2 separate regions of the Callithrix jacchus genome follow, and region 2 is linked to region 1. A link is a contact called in public Hi-C data. All regions are on one chromosome and are shown on one strand. Each heading gives the region's core, a stretch centred on a gene start, on an enhancer-like site or on the middle of the called end of the contact. The rest is flanking DNA. Distances are from core to core; before and after follow the strand shown. Region 1 holds the start of TM7SF2 (transmembrane 7 superfamily member 2). Region 2 holds the start of POLA2 (DNA polymerase alpha 2, accessory subunit).

Evidence for each region. Hi-C and Micro-C count contacts between places; a contact is called where the count stands out from the background.
Region 2: a Hi-C map of skeletal muscle shows a contact between it and region 1, with 3 times the contacts expected there. The contact joins the promoter of POLA2 here to the promoter of TM7SF2 in region 1. A contact is called at or near these places in 3 of 3 Hi-C or Micro-C datasets (induced pluripotent stem cells and skeletal muscle).

The regions. Positions count from the first base shown.
Region 1 is chr10:122,189,509-122,195,363 of calJac240_pri, forward strand. TM7SF2 (transmembrane 7 superfamily member 2) reads left to right here and starts at 3,511. Exons shown (of 10, transcript XM_002807364.7): 1 at 3,511-3,698; 2 at 4,107-4,303; 3 at 4,403-4,457; 4 at 4,807-5,001; 5 at 5,079-5,182. The coding sequence starts at 3,647. It overlaps VPS51 (VPS51 subunit of GARP complex), which reads left to right. Exons shown (of 11, transcript XM_078341397.1): 6 at 1-431; 7 at 826-1,041; 8 at 1,242-1,460; 9 at 1,963-2,084; 10 at 2,175-2,262; 11 at 2,976-3,341. The coding sequence ends at 3,236.
Region 2 is chr10:122,349,885-122,355,744 of calJac240_pri, forward strand. It overlaps POLA2 (DNA polymerase alpha 2, accessory subunit), which reads left to right and starts at 1,565. Exons shown (of 18, transcript XM_002755525.5): 1 at 1,565-2,028. The coding sequence starts at 1,950. It overlaps LOC108593878 (a long non-coding RNA gene), which reads right to left. Exons shown (of 2, transcript XR_013523479.1): 2 at 2,386-4,148. It overlaps LOC118145905 (U6 spliceosomal RNA), which reads right to left and starts at 5,473; the gene lies at 5,367-5,473. It also overlaps the pseudogene LOC100412637.

The DNA.
Region 1 (5,855 bases), core at 2,261-4,760:
CAGCCTTCACCCGGGAGCTAGGCAGCCGCTATTTTGCGCTGGTGGAGCGGCGGCTGGCGCAGGAGCAGGGTGGTGGTGACAACTCACTGCTGGTGCGAGCGCTGGATCGCTTTCACCGGCGCCTGCGGGCTCCTGGGGCCCTGCTGGCCGCTGCCGGGCTCACAGACGCTGCCACAGAGATCGTGGAAAGAGTGGCCCGCGAGCGCCTGGGTCACCACCTGCAGGGTCTCCGGGCGGCCTTCCTGGGCTGCCTGACTGACGTCCGCCAGGCACTGGCAGCACCTCGCGTGGCTGGGAAGGAGGGCCCTGGCCTGGCTGAGCTGCTGGCCAATGTGGCCAGCTCCATCCTGAGCCACATTAAGGCCTCTCTGGCAGCAGTGCACCTTTTCACCGCCAAAGAGGTGTCCTTCTCCAACAAGCCCTACTTCCGGGTATGGCCTCCTCTCGGGTGTTGCTTGTTCGATCTGCTGGTTGACCCTTCAATACCCTTTATAACCGTGCTTGGGGAACTGGGGACAAGTTACCAGGGTAGATGCAGTCCCTGTCCCAGGCACTCTGGGTTTGGTTTCAGGTTCTTGTGCACAGTCTGGGGGGTAGGGAAGGCATGGGCAGTGTGCAGCTGGGCTAAGAATAGGGGTGCAGTGGGGTACCTAGTGTTGGCTCTCCCTGCCCCCACTCAGGGAAGCTGCTCCAGGGCACTTAGAATGCAGGATGATGTTGTCCCTTGCAGATGGGGCTGGAGCACTTAGAGCCCCAGCAGAGGGTCATTAACAGCCCTACCTGGAAGAGGGGACCTGCGTGGATCTGGGCACCTTCTCCTTGCAGGGTGAGTTCTGCAGTCAGGGTGTCCGTGAGGGCCTCATCGTGGGCTTCATCCGCTCTATGTGTCAGACGGCTCAGAGCTTCTGTGACAGCCCTGGGGAGAAGGGGGGTGCCACACCACCTGCCCTGCTCCTGCTGCTCTCCCGCCTCTGCCTGGACTATGAGACAGCCACCATCTCCTACATCCTCACTCTCACTGATGAACAGTTTCTGGTGCAGGTGAAGCACTAGCTCCTCCTACAGGGATGGTGGTTCTGGGAATGCAAGTGGCTAGACAATGCCCTCATGGCCAGACCCCAGACCAACTGCTGTGTGCACCCCAGCCTCCATGTTGCCTAGTCTGCCTAGCTCCTGGTTGGCAGTGGCCCCTGAAATGTCCCCCTTACCCACTCCCTCTGTCCTCTGCCTCCTTGGCTCAGGATCAGTCCCCGGTGACGCCCGTGAGCACACTGTGTGCAGAGGCCAGGGAGACCGCACGGCGGCTGCTGACCCACTACGTGAAGGTGCAGGGCCTGGTCATATCGCAGATGCTGCGCAAGAGCGTGGAGACGCGGGACTGGCTCAGCACCCTGGAGCCCCGGAACGTGCGTGCCGTCATGAAGCGGGTAGTGGAGGATACCACCGCCATCGACGTGCAGGTGCTGCCCAAGCTGGCCCAGGGAGCCCTGATGCAGGCTGGGGGTGCTGTCCCTTCATGGGGGGCTGGGGCAGCAGAGGATCACTAGTGGCCCCTGCCTGGAGGAGAGGACCTGTTGTGTATCTGGGCCTCTCCTCATGGGGTGAGTTCTGTAGCCAAGGCATCTGTGAGGGAACCCCGGGGAAACAAATCTCCAAGATGAAGACGAAAGGGGCTGGGCAGTGCCTGTGTCCACTGTCATGTTCCTTCTCAGCACTGGGTGATGGCATCTTCACCCCCGTTTTGCCTGTGGGTAAGCAGAGGCTCAGGATTACCCAGGAAGTCAGGGCAGGGTTGGTGCTGAAGATTAGGTATCAGACCAACTCTTCTGTCCTGCCTTTGCCCCACTCCACTGGTTCTATAAATAGCGACCATGTGCTCGGATCTCCATGCAGTACCTTTTTTTTTTTTTAAATCATGTAGTCCTCAACAACAGGTGTTGCAGTACCTCTTTTTACCACCAGGTGGGTCTCCTGTACGAAGAGGGTGTTCGAAAGGCCCAGAGCAGCGACTCCAGCAAGAGGACCTTCTCCGTGTACAGCAGCTCTCGGCAGCAGGGCCGCTACGCCCCCAGCTATACCCCCAGGTCTGGCTGGTCAGGGGAGCCCCAGGGGAAATGGGCAAAAGCGGCTGAAGGTGCAGGGCAGGCCCTGATTCGTTGTCTCCCCCAATCCAGTGCCCCGATGGACACCAACCTCTTGAGCAATATCCAGAAGCTATTCTCTGAACGTATTGATGTGTTCAGCCCTGTGGAGTTCAACAAGGTCCGTGACTCAGACTTCCAGGGAGCCCAGGGAGGGTTGGCTGGAGCAGCCCCACACCTGCCCAAGGAGCCCCAGGACTCTGACCAACTGGGGGTGACCTTGACCCTCCAGTTTGTCTCTAGGACTGTTTTTAGGCAGTCCAGAGTACCCTGTCCCCAAATTCCATGGCCCCTGCCCCAAACTTGGTGTATGCCCAGCCTGAGTCTCGGTACCGACCTGGGATGACTCTCTGCCCTTGTCCTTGTCCCACAGTAGTCCTGGGTCCTCCCCAGGATTTCCTATTCACCCATGGTCCCTGGACCCCACTCTCCAAGCTCAGGGATGCCTCTGATTGCTGGGCCCTACACCCATGGTCCTGGCCCCCCACTCTCCAAGCTCAGGGATGCCTCTGATTGCTGGGCCCTACACCCATGGTCCCTGCACCCCACTCTCCAAGCTCAGGGATGCCTCTGATTGCTGGGCCCTACACCCATGGTCCCTGGCCCCCCACTCTCCAAGCTCAGGGATGCCTCTGATTGCTGGGCCCTACCTGTCCCCTGCCCTCCAGATGACAGCACTAACATTGTATCCCTCCCCTCTTATCTGGCCCTGGGGACTTTCTGCCTCATCCCAGCTACTGGCACCGTATGTCTCCATGGCCCCTGCTCAGAACTTGGGTGCCCCTCGCCAACACCTGCTGTCCCCAAGCTTCATCCCTGTGTCCCTGCCTGCAGGTGTCAGTGCTGACGGGCATCATCAAGATCAGCCTGAAGACCCTGTTGGAGTGTGTGCGGCTGCGCACCTTTGGGCGCTTCGGGCTGCAGCAGGTGCAAGTGGACTGCCACTTTCTGCAGCTCTACCTGTGGCGTTTTGTGGCTGATGAAGAACTCGTGCACCTGCTCCTAGACGAAGTGGTGGCCTCGGCTGCCCTGCGCTGCCCAGATCCTGTGCCCATGGAACCCAGTGTGGTCGAGGTCATCTGCGAGCGCGGCTAGGAACAGCCGCTGCCATGCACGGGCCTGCCCCGGCGCCCCATGGCCCGGGTGGTCTTTCACCGCTGGCAGGTGTCAGGCCCCGCCTAATAAACCTGTGTGATTGTCTCCTCTCGTTTGCTGGGCGGACCTTTCCGGGGGCGGGGTTTTGGAGCTGAGGCTTCTGAGGCGCCCGCGTCGGTTCCGCCCCCGAGTGCCGATTGGCTGGTGTTCTGGGCCCAGGATGGGCAGGGGGCGGGTCCACCTAAATACTCGGACAGGCGTGGTCCCTGTCTGCACTCAGTGTTCTGGCAGGTGCAGCCGCCGCGGGGCCGGATCCTCGGCGCTGCAGAGCCCGTCTCCTGGGAAATGGGGCGGGCTGTGTTTCCTTGACCGACTATTGTGAGCGCCCCCTCTCCAGCAGAGCGGAGACCATGGACCCCCCTCAGGGCCCCCGGGCTCCACTGGAATTCGGTGGCCCCATGGGTAATGGGGCAGAGAGAGGGAACCTGGGGCAAAGGCTGAACGAAGGAGAGCTGGAGGGGGTGAACTAAGAGCGGGGGTGGGATCTGAGGATGGAAGGCCTGTGAGTGTCGTGGGCAGAGGGAGCCGGGGGCAGAGGGAGCAGAAGTGTCTGGAGAGCGAGAGCTGAGGAGGGGCCGGTTCTGGGGGCTGCAGAGCACGGATTTATGGGGTCTACTGGGAGCAGAAGGAGGATCTTCGAGGGGGGCAGGGGACCGGGAGGCAGCGGGGAGCCTGGGGGTTGAGGGCTGAGAACGGGATGCGGAGGCGGGCGCTGGGCATGCCTGGGAGACCCCGCAGAGACGTTAGGGCGCCTGGGGGAGCCAGCCGGGGGCTGGGGGCGGACGCTAGACGCGATGGCCCTTCCCGCAGGCGCCGCGGCTCTGATGCTGCTGCTGCCTGCCACTGTGTTCCATCTGCTCCTGGCGGCCCGCTCGGGCCCCGCGCGCCTCCTGGGCCCACCAGCGTCACTGCCAGGGCTGGAGGCGCTGTGGAGCCCACGGGCGCTGCTGCTATGGCTCGCCTGGCTCGGCCTGCAGGCGGCGCTCTATCTACTGCCGGCGCGCAAGGTGCGGGCCCCGCTCGCGGACGCGCGGGGGAGGGAAGCGGAGGGGCTGGGCGAGGGAGAAGACGCCCCGGGCCTTATCAGAGTTCCCTTGGACCCGCAGGTGGCTAAGGGGCTGGAACTGAAGGACAAGAGTCGCCTGCGCTATCCCATTAACGGTGCCTGGGGAACGGGCCCTCGCGCTGGAATTGTGCGGCCGGGGGTGGAGCTCCAGGCCTGGCGGGGAGGTCCACGGAGATTGGCCCCCACCCCAGGCCCGTTTGTGTGCCTCTGTTACCGCCAGGACAGACCCGGGGGCTCTCCCTAATCCCCTCGTCCCCATACCCCACCCCATTTACAGCTACTCTGCACTCAGCAATGGCTGGGGTGATCCTCTTAAGGCCAGGGTGGCAGCCTGATGCTTGGGGCAGGGTCTGTGGCCCCCCTGAGTTTTGGGCTCTGTGTGTGTTTGCGGGGTGGGAATGTGGAGGTGCGCAGCCCCCGGGCTCACTGTGCGCTGTGGTTCAGGCTTCCAGGCCCTGGTGCTGACCGCTCTGTTGGTGGGGCTGGGGATGTCGGCGGGGCTGCCTCTGGGGGCGCTCCCGGAAATGCTCCTGCCCTTGGCGTTTGTCGCCACCCTCACCGCTTTCATCTTCAGCCTCTTTCTCTACCTGAAGGCGCAGGTAGCCCCAGTCTCGGCCCTGGCACCTGGGGGTAACTCAGGTGAGAGGGGTGCTAGGGGGTGGAGATGGAGGCAGATGGGGCGTCTGCCTGTACCTGCACTCTCCAATATTCTCTAGGCAATCCGATTTACGACTTTTTTCTGGGACGGGAGCTCAACCCTCGTATCTGTTCCTTCGACTTCAAATATTTCTGTGAACTGCGGCCTGGCCTCATCGGCTGGGTATGCTGGACTTGACTGAGCTGGCCTCAGGCCGGGGGAGGGTTAGGGTGGGTGAGCAGTGCTTGGGCAAGGCAGGGCCAAAACTGTGCAGATAAGAATCATTAATCATACATAGGTCACAAACATTTGTTAAATCCACCTGTGCCCTAGGCCCTGCTCTAGGTACTGGGAGACAAAAATAGAGGCAAGAAAAACATCTTTGTCAAAGAGAGCCTACATTTTAGTGGAAAGACAGACAAAAAATAAGTAAAATATATATAGCATGTGACGGATGACATTATGAGAGCATGCGCAATTCTCAGCAGCAGTCAAGCACAGAATCTACTTCTGGGGAGTGATGGCGTGCTGCTTGATGGTCAAGGCAGTGCAGAACCTGAAATTGATCACTGGGTTTAGCAACCTGCCTGTCACTGGTGGCCTTGATAACATTCCAACTGTGTTCTCTGGTTATAATCACCCATGCCGGACTGTGGCCAAGATTACCCAAAGGGACTCTTGGGCAAGGCCTCTCCTGTCACCCTGGAAATTCTCTTACCTGAAACAAGAGTGCCAAGTGCCCACCTTGGATCTGGGCCCTGGCCTGACCACAGGCACATCTGAGGCCCTTTCTTCATCTCTGAAATGGGATAAAATTAAAGCTTTCTCCTAAGATTACTGGAAGATTAGAAGAGGT
Region 2 (5,860 bases), core at 315-2,814, 160 kb after region 1:
TCCTAAATATAACTGCTGACATGCTGGCTGTTTGTCAGGAATAAAACACAGCTAAATCCTTCCTCACATCACAAATAAGGTTAGTTCTAGGTGGATTAGGGATCTAAAGGCAAAATGTCAAGTAATTAAATAAACAAAAATTGGAAGAATATTTGCATTAGCTTATCAAGCAAAGCAAGAAACCTAAAACCCATTAAGAGAAAGAATTGTACAATTTTGTGTGGTAGATAAAAACCATAAAGTTAAAAGAGGCTGGGAAAAACACGTATGTAACACATTTGCTACCCAGCAGTTATTGTCGATGGTGGGAAACTGCAAACATTTTCTGTAAAAAATCAGATAGTAAATATTTGAGGCGTAAGTGTGTGAACCCTGAAAGAGCCAATCTTTCATGATGGATCCTCTGTGCAAATACGAATCCCTTGAGGTGGGTTCCTAAAATTGGTTTTTGTTTTTTGAGACAGGATATTGCTCTGCCGCCCAGGCTGGAGTGCAGAGAGGTGATTTTGACTCACTGAAGCCTCCACCTCCCGAACTCAAGCGATCCTCCTGCCTCAGCCCCGGACTAGCTGGGATCACAGGCACCTGCCACCGCAGCAGGCTAATTTTTTGTAGAGAAGGGTTTTCACCATGTTGCCCAGGCTGATTTTGAACTCCTAGGCTCAAGTGATCCGCCCGCCTCGGCCTCCCAAAGTGCTGAGATTACAGGCGTGAGCCAACGCGCCCGGTCTGGGATGGGTATTTTTAAGGCTCCTGATACATATTGCTAAACTGTTTTCTAGAAACGCTCTACCAGTCTACTACCCCACCAGCAGAGTATGACGCCTACGGTTGAGAGTTTTGGCTCAAAGAATTATGATCTATTTCACCCTCTTCTCATCTTAAACCCTCTTTTAGTGACCTACATTTACTCCCAAGCCCCCCTGGGGAATTCCCAGTCACCCACTGGGAATCTCTACCTGGAAATCCCAGGGGCACTCAAACATAACCTGTCCAAAACTAAATTATTTCTGTCACCTTCCCACCTCATATCCCCCCCGCCAAATGCTCCAGATTCAGAAAAAATACCCAGCACTGTGGCTGGCACCACGGTGATAATCACGATAATAACCATGGCAACCAGATTCCCTACTGAAGCCATTCTTTTCAGTAGGATGAACCACGGGATGACAAGGGGAACGGAGAAGGAGGTACAGTAAGTTTGAGACAGTCGACGGCAGGCGCACTACAGCGCCAGCGCACAACCGAACAAAGAAAAAGAGTGACGAACCTAAGCCACTGAGCTTCACCGAGCAGCCAATGCCCAGAAAACAGGTATCTGCCATTAGCACACAGACTCAATTTCCTTACATGTAACCCCGGGGCTTCGCCGGTCACACCCCTCCTCCTCGCCCAGCGAGAGACAACTGCGCAGCTGCCAGCGGGCTGGCCGCTAGGCGCGTGCGTAGAGTCGTCCACACGCCCGCTAGTGCGCACGCGCCCTGGGTCGCGCGTGCGTGCATGGGGTCCGGGGGATGAGCCCCGGAAAGCAAGGGAAAGGGGTGGGGCTGGAGCAGGGTCTCACGCATGCGTGCGCTCCACGAACCATTTGGCGGGTTTTTCCTGGCCACTCTTGTTCTGTTACCGTCACTGAGAAGCTCGGGGGTAGCTTTTAGGAAGCGGGACGTTCTCCCCAGGAAAGCGTCCTCCTGAGATTTCTACTCCCTCCATTCAGGGCGTTTGGGGGCCACCCCTTCATTATTTAAAAAAAAGTATTTCTCTGCGACTAAAGGCTGGGGCCTTCTGACAGTGTGAGGTCTTGCCTGGGCTAGCTGATCACCTCCTGTCACGGTCCGCGGAGGGTGGAAGGATAAGAAGCCGAGGCGCTCGTCGCTCGCCACGCCCGCGGGTTTCTTGGGCGCAGGTCGGAGCTGGGTGGGCCCTCTTCCCGGCCCCCGGCTTGGGCGACCATGTCCGTGTCGCCCAAGCAGCTGGCGGAGGAGCTGCAGATCTTCGGCCTAGACTGCGAGGAGGCTCTGATTGAGAAATGTGAGTCCCGCACCCCTCCCGCGCCCCAGCGGTGCTCCGCGCTCTCGCCCGAGTTCCTCGGCGCTCAAAACCGAAAGAGTAGCGCTTCCAGTTTCCACCTTCCCTTGAGCCGAGTTCTCGGTGGCTGTGAGATGAAGAATCAAACTGAGTTTTGAGATTTAGGATGTGGGGACTTTGAAATGCCCGCTGGGTACCAACTGAATGCTAAATGAAAAATAAGAATATGCAGCCGGATTTTAAACCAACTCGAAGTTCCCGGAAGGCGGAATTGGGATGTGCTAGATCGAAACGAGGCTCGGGTGGCACCCGAGTTTGGAAATTGTTGACACCCTGGTAAAGAAGCAAGAGGTGTGGGGGTTTTGATATGTAGCTCTTTATTCTTGGCTCCTGCCTTTCCCTACACCGTAAACCTCTGCTGATCCATCAGTTCTCATCACAGCTGTTGGTGGTTCTGTGCAAATATGAATCCCCTGAGGTGGGTTCCTAAAATTGAATTTGAGCTTCGGAAGGAGCTTTAGGGAGCTTGTTGGCTCCCTCTGTTTACATATGGAGAAACAGACAAGGAAAGCGAATTGCCTGAGCTGTCTATGAAGCCAGGTGTCCTGCCGCAGAGTCCAGTGCTCCAGTATAGGAGTCCATCGTGTTGGTCAAGCTGTAGAGCAGTGTAAGGAGTTATTTGAAGCAAAGCTTGGGAGATGTGGAAGTTCTAGAATCGGTATGAATGTGCACCTGCCTTAACCACTCAACACTTTGAACTTCTTATATAGAAAAAGAGAATGCAAACATGTTTATTTATGGTGAGAAATTCCGTTCAGAAACCAGAATACTTCAAGTCTTCAGGCCCAGTGCCTTCTCTTTTTTTTTTGAGACAGAGTCTTGCTTTATCTCCCAGGCTGGAGTGCAGTGGCGCGATCTCAGCTCACTGCAGCCTCCACCTCTGGGGTTCAAGCAACTCTCCTGTCTCAGCCTCCCAAGTAGCCAGGATTACAGGCACCTGACACGAGGCCCGGCTAATATATATGTATATATATTTTGGTAGAGATGGGGTAAGAAGGCTTGGCCAAGGCTGGTCTTGAATTCCTGACCTTAAGTGATCCAATCACTTCAGCCTCCCAAAGTGCTGAGATTACAGGCATGAGCCACTGTGCCCGGCCCTTCACTTTTAGAAAGTAAGCTTAAGTGGAAAAGCTATTATAGTCAGAAATTTACATGGTAAGCATTAAATCAACACAAGAGTAATTAGTTATATGAACCAAATTTGTAAAGGCTTCAGGCCAAGATCACAGTTGCTTCCATCTCTCACGTAGGGCTAAACTGGCGTGGCTTTGGAATTATGGACTTTGGATTATCAGTAGCCTCAATGGCACCTTAATGTTTTCTGACAGTCAACCGTATTTCCCCAGTCTCTTTTTTTTTTTTTTTATTTTTGAGATGGAGTCTCGCTCTGTTGCCAAGCTGGAGTATAGTCAGTGGCATGATCTCAGCTCACTGCAATCTCTGCCTCCTGGGTTTAAGCGATTCCTTTGCCTCAGTCTCCTGGGTAGCTGGGACTACAGGTGTGCACCACCACACCTGGCTAATTTTTTGTATTTTTAGTAGAGACAGGGTTTCACCATGTTGGCCAGGATGATCTTGATCTCTTGACCTCATGATCCTCCCGCCTCAGCCTCCCAAAGTGCTGGGATTATAAGCGTAAGCCACCGAGCCTGGCCGTTTTTTGGTTTTGGTTTTGAGATGCAGTCTCCCTCTGTCACCCAGGCTAGAGTGCAATGGTGTCATCTTGACTCACTACAGCTTCTACCTCCCAGGTTCTAGCAATTCTCCTGCCACAGCCTCCCGGGTAGCTAGGATTATAGGTCCACATCACCACACTCGGCTCCTTTTTGTATTTTTAGTAGAGATGGTGTTTCACCATGTTGGCCAGACTGGTCTTGAACCCCTGACCTCAGGTGATCCATCCACCCTGGCCTACCAAAGTGCTGGGATTACAGGCATGAGTCACCATGCCCAGCACCTCGTCTCTTCACTCTGAGTCTTCCAGATTACTATTTTCCACCTTCTCCTCTTTTAACATCCTTCTGTCCCACCTTCACTCTCAGCTGACAAACTTCTATTTTTTGCTGAAAAAAAAAAAAAATAGAAGCATTAGGCAACTTCTGTCAGCCACTACCATTACATCTCACTGACCCATATCTGTGGCATATACCTAGCCTGTTTTCCTATTGCAACGAATAAACTCTCCATATTCCTAGCAAAATCCAAGCTCTCCACTTGAGTCCTAAACCCCATTCCTTCTTGCCTAATTAAGGACATCACTGGTAATTCTCCTCTCTTACATATTTTCTATTTTTCTCTCCACAACATTTTTTTCCTACTTGCATAGAAATATGCTTCCAATCCTGCCTTTAAAATACTCTGTTGACCCTACTTCCCACTCCAGCTCTCTCCTTCCCAGTTACAGCAGACCTCAAAAGGGTCTTGACATCTTTTTTTTTCACTTTAAGTTCTGGGGTACACGTGCAGAACATGCAGGTTTGTTACGTAGGTATACACGTGCCATGGTGGTTTGCTGCACCTATCAACCTGTCATCTACAGTAGGTATTTCTCCTAATGCTATCCCTCCCTTAGCCCCCAACTCCCTGCCATCCCTCCCCTATCCCCCCACCCCCCTGACAGGCCCAGGTGTGTGATGTTCCCTTCCTTGCGTTCATGTGTTTTCATTGTTCAACACCCACTTATGAGTGAGAACATATGGTGTTTGGTTTTCTGTTCTTTTGTCAGTTTGCTGAGAATGATGGTTTCCAGTTTCATCCATGTCCCTGCAAAGGACATGAACTCATCCTTTTTTATGGCTGCATAGTATTCTATGGTGTATATGTTCCATTTTTTCTTTATCCAGTCTATCATTGATGGGCGTTTGGGTTGGTTCCAAGTCTTTGCTATTGTGAACAGTGCCGCAGTAAACATAGGTGTGTATGTATCTTTTAATAGGATGATTTGTAATCCTTTGAGTATATACCCAGTAATGGGATTGCTGGGTCAAATGGAATTTCTATTTCTAGATCCTTGAGGAATGGCTACACTGTCTTCCACAATGGTTGAAATAGTTTACACTCCCACCAACTGTGTAAAAGTGTTCCTATTTCTCTATATCCTCTTCAGCATATGTTGTCTCCAGATTTTTTAATGATTGCCATTCTAACTGGCATGAGATGGTATTTCAATGTGGTTTTGATTTGCATCTCTCTAATGACCAGTGATGAGGAGCTTCTGTTCATATGTTTGTTGGCTGCATAAATGTCTTATTTTGAGAAGTGTCTGTTCATATCCTTCACCCAAAAATACGGAACGCTTCACAAGTTTGCATGTCAGCCTTGCAGAGGGGCCGTGCTCATCTTCTCTGTATTGTTCCAGTTTTAGTATAAGTACTGCAGAGGCGAGCACGGGTCTTGCCATCTTTAAATGTTTCCTCCTTAAATCCATTTCAGTAAGTTCTTTTGTTGCCACCACTTCTCTACTCCAGGTTACCAGTGACTTTCACTTTGCTAAAATCTGGTGATGAATTCTCAGTCCTCATTTTGAGTTAGCAGTGGCACTTGACCGTTTGTCATTTTTTCTTTTTTTAAACACATTGTTCTCTTACCATCTTAGACACTACTTGTTTTTCATTTTCTTTTTTCTGAGACAGGGTCTTGCTCTGTTGCCCAGGCTGGAGTGTAATGGCCAAATCACAGCTCACTGCAGCCTCAACCTCCTTGGCTCAAGCAATCTTTCCACCTCAGCTCCCAAGTAGTTGGAACTACAGGCACGTGCCACCAAGCCCAGCTAATT